2 separate regions of the Rattus norvegicus genome follow, and region 2 is linked to region 1. Evidence: chromatin contacts called from public Hi-C data. All regions are on one chromosome and are shown on one strand. Each heading gives the region's core, a stretch centred on a gene start, on an enhancer-like site or on the middle of the called end of the contact. The rest is flanking DNA. Distances are from core to core; before and after follow the strand shown. Region 1 has its middle 120 kb from the start of Csnk1g3. Region 2 has its middle 470 kb from the start of Csnk1g3.

The links. A called contact is a pair of places that touch in the nucleus more often than the background predicts.
Region 2: a Hi-C map of the A7r5 cell line shows a contact between it and region 1, with 2.0 times the contacts expected there. The contact joins two enhancer-like sites. A contact is called at or near these places in 2 of 12 Hi-C or Micro-C datasets (the A7r5 cell line and Schwann cells) and 1 of 1 datasets of contacts at active chromatin or transcription factors (oligodendrocytes).

The regions. Positions count from the first base shown.
Region 1 is chr18:49,614,805-49,618,676 of GRCr8, forward strand. No RefSeq gene overlaps it. Among named protein-coding and RNA genes, the nearest start is that of Csnk1g3, 120 kb to the left of the region's middle. Within about 2 kb of position 1,632, at least 1 of the 93 cell types and tissues checked has an H3K27ac peak or open chromatin away from gene starts, as enhancers often do. A contact at or near this core is called in the A7r5 cell line, where this site is marked.
Region 2 is chr18:49,965,298-49,969,169 of GRCr8, forward strand. No RefSeq gene overlaps it. Among named protein-coding and RNA genes, the nearest start is that of Csnk1g3, 470 kb to the left of the region's middle. Within about 2 kb of position 2,159, at least 4 of the 93 cell types and tissues checked have an H3K27ac peak or open chromatin away from gene starts, as enhancers often do. A contact at or near this core is called in the A7r5 cell line, where this site is marked.

The sequences.
Region 1 (3,872 bases), core at 382-2,881:
CCCTGTTATGGTATAAATTCAGCCTTGGGAAAAAATAAAATTGTCACCTTGATCAGACTCTTGGCGTCCTTCTTCGCGTCTCTTGTCCCCCATTCTCTTCCAGGTACCCTCAGCGCCCCTCGTTGACAATAAGAATCACATAAGTTATTTCACAAGAGATTAATTTCCTGGTTAAAGAAGCATACATAATCTTTGTTGTTATTGTTGTTTCAAGACAGGGTTTCTGCATTTACCCCTGGCTGTCCTCAAACTCACAGAGAACCCCCTGCCTCTGCCTCCCAAATGCTGGGATTTAAAGGCATGCACCACCACAGCCTGACATAACCATTTTATTAATGTGACTTTCTTACTGATTTTAAAAAGATACCTTTTGACTTAAAATTTAAATGGCTGTACATGTTATGAAATTCTGTAAGTTGTAGAGCATGAGAAAAAATGCTACTTAGTTAAACACAGGTGAGAGGGTAGGGAGGACAAGTTGAAAAACAGCAAAGTGACACATGGAGGGTGGTGCCAACATCAGCAGCTAGGAGCATGTTTAAATTACATGGATGGCCGAAAGATACAAAACATCTCATTTCTCTGCAGGAAACTGTTCTGACCGTCACAGTTCTGACATAACAGGACATGTTATTGCCTGGTTAACACTACTGCATTTTCTGACTAGCAGTTAGGCAAGTACTCTGCATGCATAAGTATAGTTAGAAATTGTCAGGGAAGATCCCCAGGAAGAGTTTGTGTTAAGCAGTAACACAAATGTAAGCGCTTACGGTAAAATGGAATTCTTAATAGTAAAGGTCAAACCTGCCCAAGAGAGACTTTCAGGTAGACTATTAGGCTGAAAAACCAATTCTTGTTTCGTCTTAATAGTTAGCGACGTATGGTAGCTGAGGTGATGGGCTTTGGTTGAATGCAACACACAGCAGTATTTCATGCTTGATTCAGCAGAAATGTGGATGACTTCTGTAGGACTGTGATAAATGGCTGAATTTCTCTTTCCTGAAGCTGAAATGAATGACTAAAACTATCATCAGCAAGATAGGTTGTCAAAAAAATAGTGTATTTCTTAGCAATGGTGTGTTTTCCCTTAAACACAGAGGATATTATGAGATACTTAGGTTAACTTAAAATAGAAAAGAAACAGAAATGCTTACTACTTTTTTAAATCTGTCACTGGATAGTTTGAATTGATTTCACCAAAGGCATTTTTCTTGCAGCAGAACGTGGAGGAAGCTTTTAGGAGGACAGACAGTTTGAGGAGGGAAGCTTGCCCATCTCCAAGCCTGTGTATAATTTTGTAAGAGATTAGGAAACTATCCCCTGTTCTTTAGGCTCAAACAAGAATTTGACTGGGTCATGTGTGTGAGTTCTTGGAACATGAAAGTGCATGCTTTTACACATCATTTTTGTTTAGCAGGTCCAGAAATTTTGGGAACAAAATTCGTGAAACATACTGGTCTCGCCAGAAGGAGGCACTGACAATGGGTCTTTAGTTAGTGACAGCCGTGATTTAGGGAGGATAAATCTGGAGCTGAGTCAGCTCCTGGGACACCTAGCCAGAGGAGATAACAAGGCTATAAAATCCTCCTTCCAAAGAAGAGCCTTATATGGTTTGAGTATCTCATCCTGTGGTTAAATGTTCATGACACAGGAATGCAGTCCACTGACCACCTGGACACAAGCCAATCAGAAACGACCCATGTAATATCCTCAGCACTGACCAATAAAATTTTAGATTACCTAACCCTAGTTAAAACTTCCTAGTTCCCTATAAAAATGCCTGCGTATCTTTGTCTGGGGTCACCATTTTGACGAAAGGTTGACCCCTTCATGTTGGTAATTTCTGTAGAACAAATGCACTATACCTTTGCATACTATTTGAGTTTGGGGGGGTCTTCTTTCAGCAATTCTTGGACCCTAAGTGTTTATCCTTCTTTTTCTGGCTTAGAAAACTTGGATTCTAAAATCTGAGTAGGATGGTAAAGGTAAACAAATGTTAGATCAGTTTAACTCCCTGACTAGTTGTAGAAAATAGAAAAGAAAAGGAAAGAAAGAAAGAAACAAAGAAACAGAGAAAGAAAATAGAAAAGAAAAGGAAAGAAAGAAAGAAAGGAAGGAAGGAAGAAAGAGAGAACGAAAGGAAGGAAGGAAGAAAGAAAGAAACAAAGAAAGAAAGAAGAAAGAAAGAAAAGAAAAGCTTAATGATTTTACCAAGCACTCTGGATAAGGAGAGATATGTATTAGATTTTCAATAATTGTTGCTTGTTGCTGTTGTAACAGTTACAAGACTTGTAGCCAATGGCATGGACTTATTATTCCCAACTACTATGAGTCAGAGTCTGAAGTCAGTTTTGCAAGGCTCCAGTCCTGAAGGTTGGGGGCTGGTTTCTACTGTAGGAGATTTGGGAGAGAATGTGTCCCTTCCTTTCTTCAGCATCTTAAAGACAATGACATTTCTGAGTGTGTCACTGCATTATGGATAGTGTGCCTATGATCGTGTTACCCTTTCCTTCCTCTGAGTTTGTTCTTTTAAAGGATACTTAGGATTCCAGGTGTCTTGATTAGCTTTCTCCTGCCATGATAAAACTCCATGGCCAAAAGCAACTAGAGGAGGAAAGGGTTTATTTCAGTTTAGGGCTCCTCCTTCAACTGTGTGGGAATTTTGAGTAGTCTGATCTTTTGCAGGTCTTGTACAGTTAACCACAGCTACTTGTGAGGTGATCTGTGGTAATCATAGCACAAAGCATTTGTGGTAAGAGGACATTTTAATACACTAGGATTATGAAGGAGAAGAAACAAATTAAAGACGAGAGTTAAGTGTCACATTGCTTTGTTTATAAATATCAAATTAGACCTGAGTTCATGTTCATACATGAAGTAAGATATCCAATATCCAATTGGAAGCCCTTCCCAGCCTTGGAGTTAACAAGTCCTTGAAAAATGAATCAGGCTAGAAACTTGGGAAGGGGTTTGGTCTTTACTGAGCATGGTTGGCCAGACAAGGCTCAGTATTTGAGCCCACGTGAAGCACTTAAAAATGGGCTTTCTTCAAATAAAATGAATCTTACAGTATGTTTTAGACACTGTCAATGAGTATGTAGTGCTTTTACTAGAGGAAGCCATTTCTTAGCTGTATATCATTTTAAAACTTGTCTCAAGCTTTTGCCCCAAGCCTAGCAGGTCCGCATTAGTGGATAGGTTATAGTGTCTACTTTTATGCATTATAGCTTAATTACAAATAGTTTTGGGAGCTCACGAACAGGTTTACCAAATTCTCCTTATTCACATATTTAATTTTAAATTTTCATTTATGTAAATCAGCAGAACTCATTCACCCCTCTGAGCACTCACAAGTACGTATTGTTTCTGTTTCTTAGTTAGGAATGTTGGTTATTCACATGTTGCATTTCCTTGGACAGCAAAACCGAATTTTTTCTAATATTTTAGTTGCATTTTTGTGTTTTCGAACATGGCTTTGTTTCCTTTGACCGCCTCTTAGATAACTTTGCTGGATATAAGACATAGTGTGACTTACACAGCACTCTGTTTACCTGCATTTTCTCATCTTTCCTGAGTCTCATTGTCTCTTACGGAAGCTTTTGTTTCAGAGGAGTTTTAAGTTTGAAAGTTCATTTTACTCAAGAAACATTATTTTGTGGGTGCTGGACTTGTGTGCTCTTCCTTCTGTATTTGTGTAACAGTCTTCTGTTTTCTTTTTGGGGTGTGTCTTTCTGTGTACTATAGGGCATATCCATTTCTATTGGGTTTTCAGAATTACTTCTCTGTAACAATATATTTCAATTGCTTCTCACCTTTAGCCATTTTATTTAATTTTCATCTCATTTTGAGAGTGTATCCTTTGCAGTCCAGGT
Region 2 (3,872 bases), core at 909-3,408, 350 kb after region 1:
CTGCAAAGATCAGAACAGGACCAGCAAAAAGGCCAGTGGGCAAAAGTACTTGCTGAACGTGCCTGGTGTTATGAGTTTGATCCTCAGAGCCCACAATTGTTGGTTGGCTTTCAACTATAATCCAGGTACTGCTATAGCAGGGTAGAAGGTGAAGACAGGAGAATCACCAGGAAGTTGACAGGTTCATTAACCTAGAGAAAGCACAAAACAAAAAGAGCTGCTGCCTCAACAAGGTGCAAGGAAGTGGAAAACCAACTCCAGAAAGATCCTCTGACTTCTACACACATATTTTGGCATGAGTGCATAAACACACACACACACACACACACACACACACACACACACACACACACTATATATATATATATATATATATGAAGAGTTTATGTGGTTCATAAATATACATATATATTGTGTATACACATACACTAATAGTAATGATGATAGTGCTGATTATGATCATGGTGGTGATGATTGTAATTTTAAACATTAAAGAAAAGAAACAATCAGAACCTATTTGACTGGAGAAGCTAATCTCCATGAACCAGCCCTGTGAATCAGGTGCTGAAATCATCACACAGAAAACATGTATTCTGCCTCCCTGGCATCTATTTTTTACTTTCTGAATAAGGGCTTCCAAAATTGTGATTGAAGAGTCATCCAGTCTCCACTCTCTATGTGCCTGCTTGAATGGGCTTCTTTTTCTAGCATTGTCAAATAAAGCAATTACCCAACATGCAGTGAGTGTGTTTGTGAGTGAGCATGGCTCTGAAGAGCTCACAAGTGACCTTTCACCTACCAAGCTGAATACTGAAGAGGCTAGAAGAGGTTTCCCTATACAAGGGAGGGCTCAAATAGCCAAGGAGAGAAGAGATATTTGAGAGGTATTGAGATCCTGAGTGTCTACAGTGGGCTCTAGATGAAGTTAAACTTCAAATGTGGCCTTAGTCACTCAAAACTATCCATTCCCTTTCCATTCTCTTGACCTTGGCTGGATGGCACTTTCTGTATTCGTAGTAAAAAGGATATTCATTAATGTTCCTAATTTTATAAATAGAAAAATGAAAACAGACAATTTTGGACTTGCCCAGGAACATTCAGAAAGTAGTATCCATGGAATTTGTTCCGGGCTTTCTCACAGAGAATACCATATTTTTGAAAATACAACAGAAGGCTTGAGGGCAGTGCTTTTCCTTTGACAATAGTGACAGTCAGAGTTAGGTTCAGCTTGACTAGAATGTCGTGTCTGACTGTCTGATCTAGCTAGTCAGGATGTTGCCCCGGAGGTATTTTTGGATGTAATTAGCATATACACTCACAATCAATTGACTTCAAATAAAATACATTATCTCTATATTGTGTGTGATCCTCACCTCATTGGTTCAAGGTCATATTAAAAGCAAAGGGTAGAGTTTTATCAGAGAAGACAGAGTTTTGCTGAAGACCTTACCACAGAAATTTTGATGAACTTTCCAGTAGCATGCATGCCCTTCACTCTTTAGACTTCCCAGCCCGAGGGAGGCAAACCAAATCCTTCAAGTTTCCATCTTTCTAAACAGAAATGTTTACTTTTTAGTCTGTCCCCAAGTCCATAGCCTCCACCCTCTCAGTTAGTATATGATAGGTATATTATTATACAGTATATGTTAGTATAGTGGGCATATTTGATTGGACAAAAGCATAAACAGATCCATCTTTTTCTATTCTCTCCCCCATTATGTACACAGTGAATACTGCTATCTGAACAAATCAGAAATGCAGAGACCACAGAAAATGTGGGAAGGGCCCAAATGGAATCAATCTATTTCTTTCCTCCCACAACAGGTCACTTCCTAGAAATTGAAAGCAATAAAAAGTTCAAGACGAACCCCAGAAAGATGCTTTTATTGGCAAGAGTTTTGTGAGAAGTTTCATTGGCTTTACTTTTATTCCAATGAAAGAGTTAATGAATACTTGAAAAGACTTCTTGTCAAAGTGCCCCTGTGCCATGACTTTTAAATGCAAACTGATTTTGATAACCGAAGACAATGAGACAGCATTTGTCTGGAAAGGCATGAGGCATTTTTTTCTATTCCGTCAGCATTTGATTATGACTAAGTGCAGGGGTCACGTCTGGAAAGAGGACTGGCCAGCTCAAATTTGAGTCACACTTGCCGTCTCCTGTCATTCTTTCCTGAATTCACAGAATCCGCTCAAAAGATGGAGCATTGTTTGGGGCTGTGTGGAGAATAGCTGAATGATCAGTTTGGATTCCCACTGCAACCGTGCTGACATTTGCTAAAATGCCCAAGCCCGATGGGATAAATACTTCACAGTTGGCTGAACTCTGAGGGAAGGGGTTTGACAGGCTGATAAGGGGGAAGGCTGGTATACTCCTCGGCTTTCAAAGGCTGCAAGAACTTGTCAACTCTATCTTCATTCCCAAATAAACCTGAAATCCCCCCCGCCCCCCGCAGAGTCTCATTTTCAGCCACAGCTCTTCCTAGCTTCTGCGCACTGATATTATGGGCAGGAAGAGATAAGTCAGATGATTTGCAGCTAGAACTATAAAAGATGTTTCAGAGAGACAATGGGGGAACGGAGGAGGTTTGGTGGGTTGGAGAATTCTTTTTCTTTCGGCGAGCTATAATCTGGAGTGGAGGCACAATGGCTTAATGAGTTTCTGTCTCTGTACTGTGACAAATCTACAATTTGGCCATTGTGAAAGCAATGATATGTTTCGTTAATTTCATATGTTCGTTTAATAGACTATTTGGAAGGAAGGCATTTTTGCTTTAGAAATTAGAGCAAGGGAAAGCTGATAAAAGCTTCAAGTTGGTGTTCAGCACTTCCTGAAAAATGTTAATAACATTCAAATGCCTTTTCAAACATGAAGACAAATCTCAAAGCCATGTTTTATCTTCTTAGTCATAATCTTAGTCATAGAAGAGGGGAAATCTTTACTCCTTACTCCCCCGACAATCTGCCCTCCCCAATACACACATATAAGCACACTAACACACACGTGCGCGCGTGCACACACACACACACACACACACACACACACACACACACACACCATACACCACACACTACTTATTTTTTCAATGTTTTTTAAAGTTATTTTTTTTCCTTTTCTTTTTTTCGGAGCTGGGGACCGAACCCAGGACCTTGCGCTTGCTAGGCAAGCGCTCTACCACTGAGCTAAATCCCCAACCCCTTAAAGTTATTTTTATTTTATTACTTTATATGTATGGGTATTTTGTCTGTCTGTGTATATGTCTGTGAACCATGTGCATACAGGGTCCACTGAAGTCAAAGAGGATATTGACACCCCCTAACAGTAGGAAGCTGCCATGTAATTACTGTGAATTGAACCTGGGACCCCTGGAAGAGCAACAAGTTCTCTTGACCAATGAGTCATCTCTCCAGCCTCCACAGTTTGTTTTGTATTAGAACAATTGCATGTGGAAATTGGCACTCAGTGATCCCCACTGTGGCATATTCCTCATGCTGCAATATTATTCTCTATGTTAGTCCTAAATCCCCTGTGAGGATGACTCCTCAGAGTCAAGCTACATAAGCCCTGTGCTCTCTGTCTTTACAATCATCTTCATTCTGGACTTCCTTGGGTTCATAGAAGCTGACCCTACACAAGGACTTAAGTATCAGTCATTTACTTGTCACAGAGTCCAGGAAGCATGGGATCTCAGCACGTCCAACACTCAGTGCTTGTTAATCAACTAAAGCTTCCAGAGATGGATTGCAGGGGAGAAATAGCAAGCACGAGATGGAGGAAAGCTGAAGAGGTATGGGATGTCACAGATGTGGCTGCCAGTGGTGCAATTGTAGACTCATTCTCTCAGATACTCTCCCAATGAAGTTTTTACCTC